Linked DNA regions of Sus scrofa: region 2 is linked to region 1. Evidence: chromatin contacts called from public Hi-C data. All regions are on one chromosome and are shown on one strand. The core of a region is the stretch at or near the end of the contact, and the rest is flanking DNA. Distances in the headings are between cores, read along the strand shown.

Evidence for each region. Hi-C and Micro-C count contacts between places; a contact is called where the count stands out from the background.
Region 2: a contact with region 1 is called in a Hi-C map of liver, with 1.6 times the contacts expected there. The contact joins two enhancer-like sites. A contact is called at or near these places in 1 of 5 promoter capture datasets (liver), 5 of 47 Hi-C or Micro-C datasets (liver, retroperitoneal adipose tissue and skeletal muscle) and 2 of 2 datasets of contacts at active chromatin or transcription factors (alveolar macrophages and skeletal muscle).

Annotation. Positions count from the first base shown.
Region 1 is chr4:19,047,547-19,054,281 of Sscrofa11.1, forward strand. The region is part of intron 7 of DEPTOR (DEP domain-containing mTOR-interacting protein); the gene reads right to left. Among named protein-coding and RNA genes, the nearest start is that of DSCC1, 110 kb to the right of the region's middle. Within about 2 kb of position 4,030, at least 17 of the 83 cell types and tissues checked have an H3K27ac peak or open chromatin away from gene starts, as enhancers often do. A contact at or near this core is called in alveolar macrophages, liver and retroperitoneal adipose tissue, where this site is marked.
Region 2 is chr4:19,143,837-19,150,571 of Sscrofa11.1, forward strand. It overlaps DEPTOR (DEP domain-containing mTOR-interacting protein), which reads right to left. Exons shown (of 12, transcript XM_021090558.1): 4 at 2,598-3,059. The coding sequence starts at 2,719. Among named protein-coding and RNA genes, the nearest start is that of DSCC1, 14 kb to the right of the region's middle. Within about 2 kb of position 2,410, at least 70 of the 83 cell types and tissues checked have an H3K27ac peak or open chromatin away from gene starts, as enhancers often do. A contact at or near this core is called in alveolar macrophages, liver and retroperitoneal adipose tissue, where this site is marked.

The DNA.
Region 1 (6,735 bases), core at 2,780-5,279:
ATGATGGTGATGGTGATGATGATGACAACAGAAGTAAGAGGAGAAAGAAAACATGACTGTGATACCAAGGTTCTTCCGTGACACAAACTTCCAGGTATTTTAGCTGTCGGGGAACAAAGATCTCCGAGCTCAGGGGTTGAAAAATGAAATACACACTCCCCAGGATACCACCCTGCCCTGTGCTGGTTTTTAAAAAGTCTAGAGCTGTGCTCTCCAGATTGGGTGACATGCGCTTGAAACGTGGCACATCTGAACTGAGATGATTTTTAAGTGTAAAATATGGACTGGATTTGGAAGAGAGAGTATGAAAAGAAGAACATAAAAGGTCTGACTGCTGTTTTCCATACTGAGCATATGCTGAAATAATGTTTTGGAGATCAGGAGTTAAAATATATTGTCAAGGTTAACTGCTCCTGTTTCTCCTTTTTTCACTGTGGCTATTAGAAAACTTTAAATTACATATGGAATTAAAATGATAGTATTGGGAATTCCTTTGTAGCACAGTGGTTAAGAATTCAGTGTTGTCACTGCAGCAGCTCAGGTCACTGATGTGACAGAGGTGCAATCCCTGGCCCAGGAACTTTTGTATGCTGCAGGCATGGCCAAAAATGAAAAAAAAAAAAAAAAAGGTAGTATCTTATAAAGTAGTGAATATTGACTTCTTAAGATGGTAATGCAGTGAGAAGGGGGCATAGTATTCAATGTTTACATAGTTAGCATCAGATCCCTTAATTATTTGTCAAAACCAATAGTGTATATTAGTTTCAAAATAACTATAAAATGTATTGGCCAAAGACTGGTGTAATTTAAAGATTTTTTTTCATTATAAGACTAATATTAAACTTGCTGAAAGATTAATTAGGTTAAACCAAAAAAAAAAAGAAAAGAAAAATTTATTTTATTTTATTATGGCTGTACCTGTAGCATATGGATGTTCCTGGGCTAGGGGTTGAACTGGAGCTGCAGCTGCTGGCCTATGCCACAGCCACACTAGATCCAAGCCACATCTGTGACCTACACTGCAGCTTGGGGCAACACCAGATCCTTAACCCACTAAGCAAGGCCAGGAATTGAACTCTCATCTTCACGGACACTATGTCAGGTTCTTAACCCACCAAGCCATGACGGGAACTCTAAGAAAAGAAAATTTTAAATTACACTGAACAAATAGATGGCATTTGTGGGTCACATCCTATTTCCATTGGTCCAGAGGCTGGTATAGCACAGGAACACATCAGCTAACCTACCAGCAAGTTCATCCCTGTTAAGTGTAGCACTTTGAGAGCCATTTATCCTAGAAGAGAACTCTTATCCTGAGCTTCCCACAGCTAAGCAGTCAAGAGTTGTTACTGCTATCCAGTCTGGTCCCCCCTCACCACCACCACCACCATCCCTGCCAACCCACTATCTGCCCCATCCTATTTCCTTTATTTTGATGAGGAAGTACATTATGTTCTGATTTACTTCCACAGCAACAGACAGGAGTGGTTTTGCCAGTGGCCAAACCAATACCTATGCCCCTGTGTTGGCTGGTGGCTTTTGTCATTTCCAGGCAGACTAAAACCTGGGCCATAGCTGAAGGAGTAGCTAAAATGAAATGGAAAGAATACAGACCCTGATGGAGTTATTGTTGTGGCTCAGCAGTAACAACCCAACTAGTATCCACGAGGATACAAGTTTGATCCCTGGCCTTGCTCGGTGGGTTGAGGATCTAGCATTGCCATGAGCTGTGGTGTAGGTTGCAGAGGTGGCTTGGATCCCACACTGCTGCTGTGGCTGAAGCGTAGGCTGGCAGCTACAGCTCTGATTGGATGTATAGCCTGGGAACTTCCCTATGCCACGGGTGCAGCCCTAAAAAGACCGGAAAAAAAAAAAAAAAAAAAAAAGAGAGAGAGAGAGAGAATATAGACCCTGATACACAGGCCTTCCTTGGGTGAAAGGAGAGAGGAAAGAGGTAGGCCTTTTATTGGGTCAAATGTCATTACTGGGACAGAGAAGAAAGTGAAGGACATCTTTTCAGAAAAAAGCCAGGTAAAACGTTAGAGCTTTAAAAATTTTATGTTGACTTTATTAATTTTTTTTTTTTTTTTGTCTTTTTGCCTTTTCTAGGGCCCCTCCTGTGGCATATGGAGGTTCCCAGGCTAGGTCGAAATGGAGCTGTAGCCACCAGCCTACGCCAGAGCCACAGCAACATGGGATCTGAGCTGCGTCTGCAACCTACACCACAGCTCATGGCAATGCCGGATCCTTAACCCACTGAGCAAGGCCAGGGATCACACCCGCAACCTCATGGTTCCCAGCCGGATTCGTTAACCACTGAGCCACGATGGGAACTGTGAGTTTAAAATAATATATGTAACGATTTTAACCAAAAGATTACTCTCAAAATTATTTTAAAATTGGTTATGAATATTAAGAAACACTTTTTTCCAGTTGTAAACAGGATATGGCTGTGTGATTGTGATACCTTCTTAAATTTTTTTTTTTTGTCTTGTCTTTTTAGGGCCGCACCCGTGGCATATGGAGGTTCCCAGGCTAGGGGTCTAATCAGAGCTGTTGTTGCCAGCCCATGCCACAGCCACAGCAATGCCAGATCTGAGTTGCATCTGTGACCTACACCACAGCTCACGGCAATGCCGGATCCTTAACCCACTGAGCGAGGCCAGGGATCGAACCTGCAACCTCATGGTTCCTGGTCGGATTCGTTTCCGACTGCACCATGATGGGAACTCCCCTTCTTAAATTTTTTCTTAATATTCTTCCAAGGTCATAGTGATCAGAGTTTACATATGGTTAGTTTTATACCTACTAATCACTCCGTGGTATCACTTGACTTTAACTCCTTTATCCATTCCTGGCTGAAGAGGGGAGGAGGCAGCAGGGAGAAGGCAGAGAAAAACAAGCATTTTCAAAGAATTATAGGCCTGAGCACAAAAGACAACCTGGACTCTGTGTGAACGGGAGTATCAGCTAAGAGACACTGAGTTAAAGTGAGTGGCTAAGAATCTGGAGCCAGAAACGGCTGCTGGAAGAAGTTCTAGAGAACCGTGGGAGACCAGGGCATGGCAAAGGTGACATGGCTGTGGGAATAATCATCATAACTGTCCCAGGAGAGCCTGGGTCCCGCACAGGAATCCCCGCCCCAAATCCCCAACCTCCAAGCTGAGAAAGGCGCTTGCTCAAGACTGACACAGGGTCAAAGCTAGAAACAAGTTCTGCCTGTGACGGGAAAGAGAATGGAGGCGGTCCCCTCCTTAAAGGAGAGCCTCTTAATTTTTTGGCCCCACCCTCCAGCTCCCACCTCCCTCTGAGGGCTGTGTCAAGCTCACGTCCAACAGTAACCAGGACTGAACGCCCGCACTGCTTCCCACCAGGAGAGAGGGAAGGGCCACATCAATTGTCTCTTACACCCAGGAGATCATGATATGCTGTTCTTGCAACATACTGGAGACCTCAGCCTATACGTCCCTCCAGAAATGACCACTGAAACTCAGCTAAGTCTTTATATTAACACATAAGGCCAGGCTATAAAAGGGCATTTGCATATTTCCATATACTGCATCTGGACAGAGATTGTGGGCTTGTGTTTCAAGGCTTCCTTGCGCTGCTGTAACATCACACTTGAGCAAACTGAGGACTACATACTGCAGGGGACACTGGCTGAAAAGCGGTCAGGAGCCAGGCAGGAGTCAGAAGAGGCCTAGGCTTCAGAGTGAAACTCAGTCTGTATCTAAAATGTCAGTTTCTATACACCTGACAACAGCTGTACTGATGTCAGCTAAGGAGAGAGATTTACAGTTTCAAAACTGTTGACAAAAGACCTCTGTTCTTTGTGTATAACACCCTTCTTTTGCAAGACTGTGTAAGATGAGGCATTGCTCACTCCTTTCGTACTTTCTAAAAGTCAAGGCTTAGGGCACCTACAGACCTGTTGTCCTTCAACAAAACCAACACTATATTGTGTGCCAACGTACCAGTCCTGGACTTTACCAAGGAACCTTGTTCCCTTATATTTACATTGCAACAGCACTCTGGCTGTGTCCATTTTGCTTCCTGCTTTGGATTCTGCTAGAATCAAACGTAAAACAGAGCCAAAGCCGATCAGAGGGCACAGTAGGAAAATCCCCAGAAATTCTAAATTGAAGAAGGAAAAAGTTGTGGTAGCTAACGGCTGCTAATAAAGATGACATAGGAAATACTAATTGTTGAAAGCAGATTGAGAAAACATTCTACCCAATCTTTATTTTCTTCTACTCAGACTTTAACATTTAGGAGCTAAGAATGATTATACTCATGGCAAATGCTTCAACACGGTCATTGAAAACAACAGGGATAATAATGATCAATTGAATTGATTTGAAGGGCGGATTAAAGGAACCAATAGTTGCAAAGAATGGCCTGTCACTTTGGCCTGCTCAGTACTCACTTCCTTAAGCCAACAGAAATTTTTTTTTTTTTTTGGTGGAACAATGTCCCCCACCCCCACCCCCTGCCCCGACCTCACCCACTTCACCCACCACTTGGTGAGTCTGTCGATCAAAGGCCCTACCTATGAAGGGGATCAAGAGGTGGGCATGTGACCTAGGCTCAGCCAATCAGAGCTGCACTCTAGCTTGGTCTCTGGAGAGAGAGACAGCACCGGGCAGAAAACTGCCAGTGCTGACTTCTCAGCTGTATGCAGCTGGAAGGGACTGCCCCTCAGTCACTAGTTCCTGGCACCTGGGTCACCAAGAGCTGCTCTGATTCTTCTCCCAGCAGCCTGTTTTCTCAGTGTTTTAACTATCCACTAGCTCCGCCATATATTTGAAGCAGATGATGACCAAGGCAGCTTATTTTCAAAGTGCTCCATCTGGTATAAACATGCAGCACTGTGCCTGGCAAAGGCAAATCCTCAAAAAGTGGTCATGACTGTCATTCATTTATTCAACACTTTTTTTTTTTTTTTTTTTGCTTTTTAGGGCCGCACCTGCTGCATATGGATGTTCCCAGGCTAGGGGTTGAATAGGAGCTATAGCTGCTGGCCACAGCCACAGCCACAGCAATGCCAGATCCGAGCTGCATCTGTGATCTACACCATAGCTCATAGCATTATTAGATTCTTAACCCAGTGAGCGAAGCCAGGGGTCAAACCTGAAACCTCATGGTTCCTAGTCGGATTTGTTTCTGCTGCATCATGACAGGAACACCAACTTTTTTTTTTTTTTTTTTTTTTTTTTTTGTCTTTTTGTTGTTGTTGTTGTTGTTGTTGCTATTTCTTGGGCCGCTCCCGCGGCATATGGAGGTTCCCAGGCTAGGGGTCTAGTCAGAGCTGTAGCCACCGGCCTACGCCAGAGCCACAGCAACGCTGGATCCGAGCCCGAGCCGCGTCTGCAACCTACACCACAGCTCACGGCAACGCCGGATCGTTAACCCACTGAGCAAGGGCAGGGACCGAACCCGCAACCTCATGGTTCCTAGTCGGATTCGTTGACCACTGCGCCACGACGGGAACTCCCTTTTTTTTTTTTTTTTTAATAGAGAAGCTAATAAATAAATGTCAAGCCATGGGGGATACAGAGACGAGAAAACAGATTTTCTGTCTTCGAAGCACTTACATTCCAGCCAAGTGTACAGAAAGACTAAGAGATACTTGGAAAAATCATTTTGTTGGTGGCAAGGAGTTATCAAAAACAAAAAGTAAGAGAACATGTATAGAATAGTCTTGAAGGAAAGGGTGAAAGGGTGGCAAGCCAGGGTAGGATGCCCCTGACAAAGGCTCTCTCCTTCTCCAGACTTCAGTTAGATTCCTCTGAGCCCCTATTTCAACTAGCCCTTGACCTTGGCCCTTATTACTATGGTAAGAGAACTTTAAAATAATAATAATAATAATATTAATATGGTTTTTTGGTGCAAGAGTGCCCATCCCCCACTCAGTGAGTCTGCTCATCCAGGGTCAAGAGGTGGGCATGAGGAGTTCCCGTCACAGTGCAGCAGAAATGAATTCGACTGGGAACCATGAGGTTGCAGGTTCGATGGCCTCACTCACTGGGTTAAGGATCCAGCACTGCTATGAGCTGTGGTGTGAGTCACAGACACGGCTTGGATCTGCCACTGCTGTGGCTTTGGCTGAGGCTGGCAGCTGTAGCTCTGATTGAACCCCTAGCCTGGGAACCTCCATATGCCGCGGGTGCAGCCCTAAAAAAAGCAATAAAATAAAATAAGAGGTGGGCATGATTCAGCCAGATTTGACCTACCAGCCCAGTGTCAGCAAAGAGTCCTGCTAAGTCAGGATCCCCCCACTGCACTCATGATATCTGATCACTCTTGTGATTTGACCAAGCTCCTCATCCTCCATCTTTGATGTGTAAGTCCCTGGCCTCAGAATCCTCTTACCCTTGGCGTCTCTCATTCATAAATTTCCATCCACTGGCCCCCTCGCCTTTCTTCACGGCAATAAATCCCCACTGGCCCCTATTGTACCTGGAGTTGAGGCCCATCTCCCTCCCCTGCTAAAAATTCCTATTGCAACAGTCTCCCCCACCCTTTTTAAACTAAAGTATAATTGCTTTACAATGTTTCGCCAATTGCTTCTATACAGCAAAGTGACCCAGTCATATGTATACACGCTTTCCCTTTCTTATATTATCTTAGATCATGGTCTATCCCAAGAGACTGGATATAGTTCCCTGTGCTGTACAGTAGGACCTCATTGCTTATAGTCTTAAGACTGCAATAGTCTTAAATAAAGTCATTCTT
Region 2 (6,735 bases), core at 1,160-3,659, 95 kb after region 1:
AATATATGTACTCAACCTAGGATGGATGAGATTTTTAAAAAGCAATGATGACACTTTTCCAAAGTAAAAGTAAATGACTAACTCTTTTTTTTTTTTTTTGCTTTTTAGGGCCACACAGGACATATGGACGTTCCCAGGCTAGGGGTTGAATCGGAGCTGCAGCTGCAGGCTTACACCACAGCCACAGCAATGGGGGGGGGGTCCGGAAATCCAAGGCACATCTTTGACCTACACCACAGCTCAGGGCAACGCCAGATCCTTAACCCACTGAGCAAGGCCAGGGATCCAATCCGCATCCGTATCCGCATCCTCATAGATACTAGTTGGGCTTGTTACCACTGAACCACAACGGGAATTTCCTAAATAATTAACATTTACGAAGCCTCTTATATGTAGCATCTCCTCGTTTAATTCTCACAAAATTCCTGCAAGAGAAGTGGACCAGAGGCACGGAGAAGTTGTAAATTGTCCTCAAGTCACAGGACTAGTAAATGGTGGAGACAGAATAAGAACCCTGGCAGCCTGGTTCTGTGCCTTGTGCCTGAACCACCAATCTTTCCTGCTAGATCCTGCTCAGCTGGAAGTCATGTGTGATGAAACACAGGGGCCAATGATATTCATTAACTCCAGCAACCATTTGTTGAAAGCTCATTAATACTTGAAGCCCTAGGGAGAATTCTTACAACACCACCATGAAGTGCTTATCGTCATTGCCTTTTTGCAGGTGAGGAAACAGGCACAGAGAAGAGAATTAACTTAGCTATTACAGAACTATAATAGCTAAGGCTGACATGACTGACACTTACTACATACCAGGTTCTGTTCTAAGCACCCATCAAATTAATCCTCCTTACAACACCAGGTAGGTTCTTCCATCGTTCTCAGTTAAGTAATATGTCTTAGGTCCCAGTCTTGTAAGTAGCAAACACAGATTTGCTCAGGCTTTAAAGCCCTTCTCAAAACAAGATTGATTTTTGGCAACAAAGTAGCTGAGCAGAAATTCACACCCAGGTCTATAAATCTTGAGAGAGTCCTCTACCTTCTCACAGACACACTAAGCCTGGCCCTCAAACCTACTGCAGTGCAGAGGGGAGGGGTGCCAGGGAAGAGGGGACTAGCCAGGGCTCAGGAGTCACACAAGGAAAGGGCATTTAAGCATTTCCAAGGAGGAAGTGCTTTCTGCACAAAGAGAGGCACCATGCAAGTTATTATTTTGAAGGAAGTGAAAAGGACCCGATTGAGGAGTAACTAAATTATTAAAGTGTTTCAAACTGAATCAGAAAAGCTTTATTTTGACTTTTTTTCAGTTAGGAAATATCTTGATGGAAAACAAGCTTTTATTCCCTTGAATGTTGACTATACATTAAAAAATCATCAAGGAATAGAAATGTGCAGTTTGCCTTTTATAAGATTACACTCACTTCAGACCTCCAATATTTACTTTTTCGATCTAAGGGCAGCAAGCAGGGTGATTATTAAACCTTTAGGGATCTTTGCAAGATTCCCTCTCCTTTTGGTCCCGAAACACAGCATTTTAGAAAGCAAATTGAGCCTGGAGATTCAGACCAAAAAGTAGAAGAAACAGGAACTCACGCCCTTGTGATGGGGCCAGGGGCCGGCATGCAAGTTGTAGCTCAAAGGCTGGAGAGACAAGGGTTTTTTTTTTCCCCTGGCAAACTGATTTATGACCACAAGACAGGCAGCTGCGGAACCGGTCAGACCATAAGTACGATTCTCATATGTGAACAGAGAAGGACCAAGATTGCATAGGAGTGATGCGGGGATCTGAATCTGGGGGTCACTGCCTGTCCCGAGCATCTTGAGACTTGTCAAGTACCGATTCTCGAAGCAGCCGGGGGCCTGATGGGCTCTGCCACCCAAAATGTACGCGCGGGGGAGTTGGCACTGCAGCAGGGCAGCGGGTCAGGGTACCTCCACGCCCCCTTGCGGACCCAAACGACCATTGACAAGAATCTACTAATTAAGCGACAGGTACCCTGTTAGAGAAATGTTCTCAGTTTAGTCCTTACAACAACCTTACAAGGAAGCTGCTGTGATCAATCCCATTTTACAGATGAAAACACTGAGGCTCAGGGGACTGAAGCAAGACTTGCAAGCAAAAAGAGAACCTTAAGTGAAGGCGACCTTTGGGCTGGCTCCTTTTAATCTAGAAGTAAGAGGCTGGGGTTGAAGCCGGCTGGAGGCTCCCCGCCGGCCCCATTCGCTCTGTGGACGGACTAGGAGAGGGCTGTCAGCCAGGAGGCCTGGCAGCGCCGGGTGCCCCGGTAGAGGGGACGCGCGCGGTCGGAAGCAGCGCGTCTGCTGGACGCAGGGCTGCAGCCACTGGGCGAGGACGCAGCTAGCACCATGCGCTCGCATGCATCCGTCTCGGGAGCTCCGCTCCAGTCCAGAGTCCAAAGGGCGCTGGGCTGCAGCAGCTAAGCCGGGGGCGGCGCCGAGGGTCCACGCGCCCTTAGGCGTCCCGGAGCCCCAAGCGAGTTGCCAGTCACTAGCCACGGCGCGCGTGCGCGCGGGACTTCTGCAGACACTGGCGAGCAGTGCCACGGCGAGCCCCCCGGCACAGTCCTTCGTCTTACCGTAGCTGCTCCCCGGTGACAAGGACCTCAGCCATGCGCTCCAGCTCCCTTTGCTGCGCTCCGCCACTCCCGCTAGTGCTGCCGTCGCTGCCGCCGCTGCCAGCGCTGCTGCCCTCCTCCATGGTCCGGGCTGCGCCGCTACCACTGTCTTTGCTGTCCGTGGTGGGTTCAGGCGTTAAATCAGTCTGCCCTCAGTGAAGCCTTCCCCGCCATCTTTGTTAGGGGCAGTCCCGTAGCTGGGACGCGATTGGCTAGAGAGGGAATCCCTGTGGGTAGGCTGAGCCACTCGGCGAGTCCGCCCCTGAAACTCCAGCTGGGGGGCGTGGCTGGAGTCCCGCGTGGTCGGGGGCGGGACCGAAGGAGGAAAACATCAACATCTGGGCGGGGCGTCGGTTCGGAGCTAATCATGCTGGTTGAGGTCGAAGTCCTGAGTGCCCTTTCTTCTACCCACACAGCTCGATCCTGGGGACAGGCAGGGAGGTTATTAGACGACTGTGGAGGCATTTCCATTATTATGTCCACGCCCCAAATTGCCAGAGAGTGAAAGTAATAAATATAGCTAAATAGCGAACAATGAAGGATGTACATGTCAATGCAGGGCTTGAAGAAAGTAATCAGTCTTTTTTGGTCTAACCTCCTTACCAAAGTCGCTTGCTTACCTCATGATGTAATCAATAAAGAACTCTGGCTGGGAATCAGACAGACCTGAGCTCCAGCTCCACACCTATAATTTCCTAACTAAATGTCCTCAATTCTCAGTTTCTTCCTTTACAGAATAAAAATAATTGTGGCTTGTTGACATCTGCTGCATTAGAGATGCTTCAGGTAGTTGTTATTGTCTGTAATTGGAACAAATCCTGAGATGGGTATTGTCTGTGTTTTACATGGGGAAGCAGGTGAGGAGAGGTGGGATAACCTGAGCCTCATTCTGCATGAAGTAGGAAAATCATTTAACCAAAATAGTGGTCTCACTCAGAGTTAATGAGATTAACAAACAGCTGGGTGTTTCTCATGTTTTAACTCTATTGTTTTGTTGTTGTTGTTTTAGCCATGTCTTTCAGAAGTTCCTGGGCCAGGGGAGCAACAAGCCACACTGGATCTTTCACCTGCTGAGCCACCAGAGAACTCCATGTTTTAATTCTATAATCATTAAAACATTATCAAGAGTTTGCATGGGCTTCAAGCTCAAACATGCAGTGTCTTTCCTGATTCTGTCACGTACTAGGTTTGCAACCTTATGTTAGTTAATGTCTCTGGCCTCAATTTTCTATCGGTGAAACAGGAATAATTCCTACCTTTTAGGGATGTTGCGTAGCTTAAATAACATCATGTAAAGCTTCTAAGCACATGATATGTGTTCAAAAGCCATTCTCTTTAATATCATTACTGCTTTTAATGAGAAGAAGAGGAATAAAAGAAGAAAAAGAAATTCTTGCCAGATACTTTCCATTATGATTTTTTGATACTAGACAAAACATTTTTCTCGTTATCGCTAATTAATTTTTAATTATTTGTAGGCCTTAAAAATGAAGAAAAGAGAAGTGCAGACTTGGACCCACTAAATCTCTCTTTGAGTCAGTGTTTTAAGCTTTTTGAAAGTGCAGAATGAAAAAAATTTACATATTCCTAATTATCCACTGTTCAACATTTAGTTTTGCCCCAAAGCTCTTGCCACCTATTGTAAGTCATATTGCTGTTATGATTGTCTTCTGCTTTTTTTCCCTCCTTTTAAATCTAGTCCTGTTTTCATTTGAATTCAGGCAGCTTTCTTTATCTGAAAAATAAAAAATGAAAAATGCTTTCCTGTAAAATACTTTCTTGTTTAATAATCTCTGATAAAAATTAGTGATAAAAATTTTTATCATAAAATTTTATGATAAAAAATTATGATTAGGAATTCCAGTCATGGCTCAGCGGAAATGAATCCGACTAGTGTTCATGAGGATAAGGGTTCGATCCCTGGCCTTACTCAGTGGGTTAAGGATCAGGGGTTGTCATGAGCTGTGGTGTAGGTCACAGATGCAGCTCGGATCTGGCATTGCTGTGGCTGGGATGTAGGCTGGCAGCTACAGCTCCAATTTGACCCCTGGCCTGGGAACTTTGATATGCTGTGGGTGAGGCACTAAAAAAAAAAAAAAAAGTTTTAAAAAAGCACCTTAAAATAAGGGGAAAAATAATCTTGTTAGGAACATACTAGATACCACTACTCCAGTGAGAAGGACTGCAGAATTTATTTTTGATGCTTGATGAGAGGGGTGTGTGTGTGTGTGTGTGTGTGTAGATGTGAACAGGAAATGGAAACTGGTGTTTATTATTGTTTTTAAGCTTTCTTTTGACATGTGAGACACACCACACTCTGCTGAGTTAGAAGACAGACCCATTTTCCTAACTTACAGAAAGAGTGAACTGATTCTTGAGGACATGTGAGCAGCAATGCCAGGACTGTGAGCTCTGGAGCAACTGGTCCCAGCATCAAGTGTGATCTATAAGCATTGATGGATGAGAGGCAGGCACTGACATGGTGATGAAGTTCTTTAGAACGGGTGAAAATTCCATAATATCTTGGTTTGACTCTGGCTCCTTTGCAGCCAGTTCTCTAAATTTTTGCCCTCCTTTCTAAAGTCAAGATCATACCACCAATCACAGTGCATTGTTCAGAGAATTAAATAAAATATAAGGAGCCCCTTGATGCAGGTGGAAACTATTATATGTGAGCCTTCTCCTCCAGGTTTTCTGACTCAACTGCTTCATGCCTTCTGGCTATTTTGGTGCTCTGGGGCCAGTGCTTCTCAAATTTTTGGTAGATAAGGATCAGGTGTATGTGTGTGTGTGTCTTCAATCCATTGAAGACTGGCACTTAGGTAAAACCCAATACAAACAAAGTTGTTAAAAAATAGATAAAACAAGCCCCAATTGTATTTATTGTAGTCACCAGACAAAAGATTGTCAAATTGCTATAAACATGTCTAAATGATTTCTCTCACTATCTGTATGTCCTAGTGTCTTACAATACAGGGGATGGTCACCAGTTGGCAGACCACCTCTTTGAATGGTTCTGGTTAAGGCCAAGCAGCAATGTGGGAAGATGCATAAAACCTGTGAAAGAATACTGTCAGCTATTAAGTTTAATAACATTACTGCTATTGCCTCTTAGTATATGCCTGTCTTATTCCCACCTGATCTTAATAACTAACTTAGGCTCATCTTCTCTGTGCTGTCTTCTTAACACTCCCCTAAGTGGTGTGTTGTTCCTGTCTGCACATTTTCATGATATTCAGAAATGTACATTATTCTTTTTTTTTTTTTTTGTCTTTTTGCCATTTCTTGGGCCGCTCCCGCGGCATATGGAGATTCCCAGTCTAGGAGTCCAATCAGAGCTGTAGCCGCCAGCCTACGCCAGAGCCACAGCAGCGCGGGATCTGAGCTGCGTCTGCGACTTACACCACAGCTCAAGGCAACGCTGGATCCTTAACCCACTGAGTAAGGCCAGAGATCAAACCCCCTACCTTATGGTTGCTAGTTGGATTCGTTAACCACTTCGCCACTATGGGAACTCCAGAAATGTACATTATTCTTAACCATTAATGGAAATCTGGATTCTCCAGCTGCCACAACTTTTATTCTCTTTCTGTGAATGGAAGCAGATTGATGGTTTAGCATCATCCCATCCAGATCTTTCTATCGATCCCTTAAGAAGAGAACTCTTTAAAAAAATACATGTAGAGAAAAATTAAATGTTGACGTATTCATCATTCACATCCGTTTTCAATATTTTTGTCATCTTTTTCCAGTGAAGGAAATAAAACGTTACAAATAAATGTGATGTCCGTCCAGTCTCAGGCCTCCTCATTCCCAAGTTCTTGATTCTGCCAGGGCATCAAAAACTCTTAATCGTTGGTATATGCTTCCACCTAGTGGTTTGTTTTGTGATGACACTAAATGATTTTTCAGTCTCTTGTAGTTAAAGGGCCACATGCAAAAAGAGGTTTCAGAAATTTGGGTGTGGGTGTGTGTTTTGTCTCCTTATTGTGAGTGTTCCTGTTTTTTAGTGAGCAGGGACTAGGGATATTAGGTGTTCTTATTTTCTTGAGACAACACCTCACAAAGAAGACTTGACTTGTCCTGTATCCTGAATGTC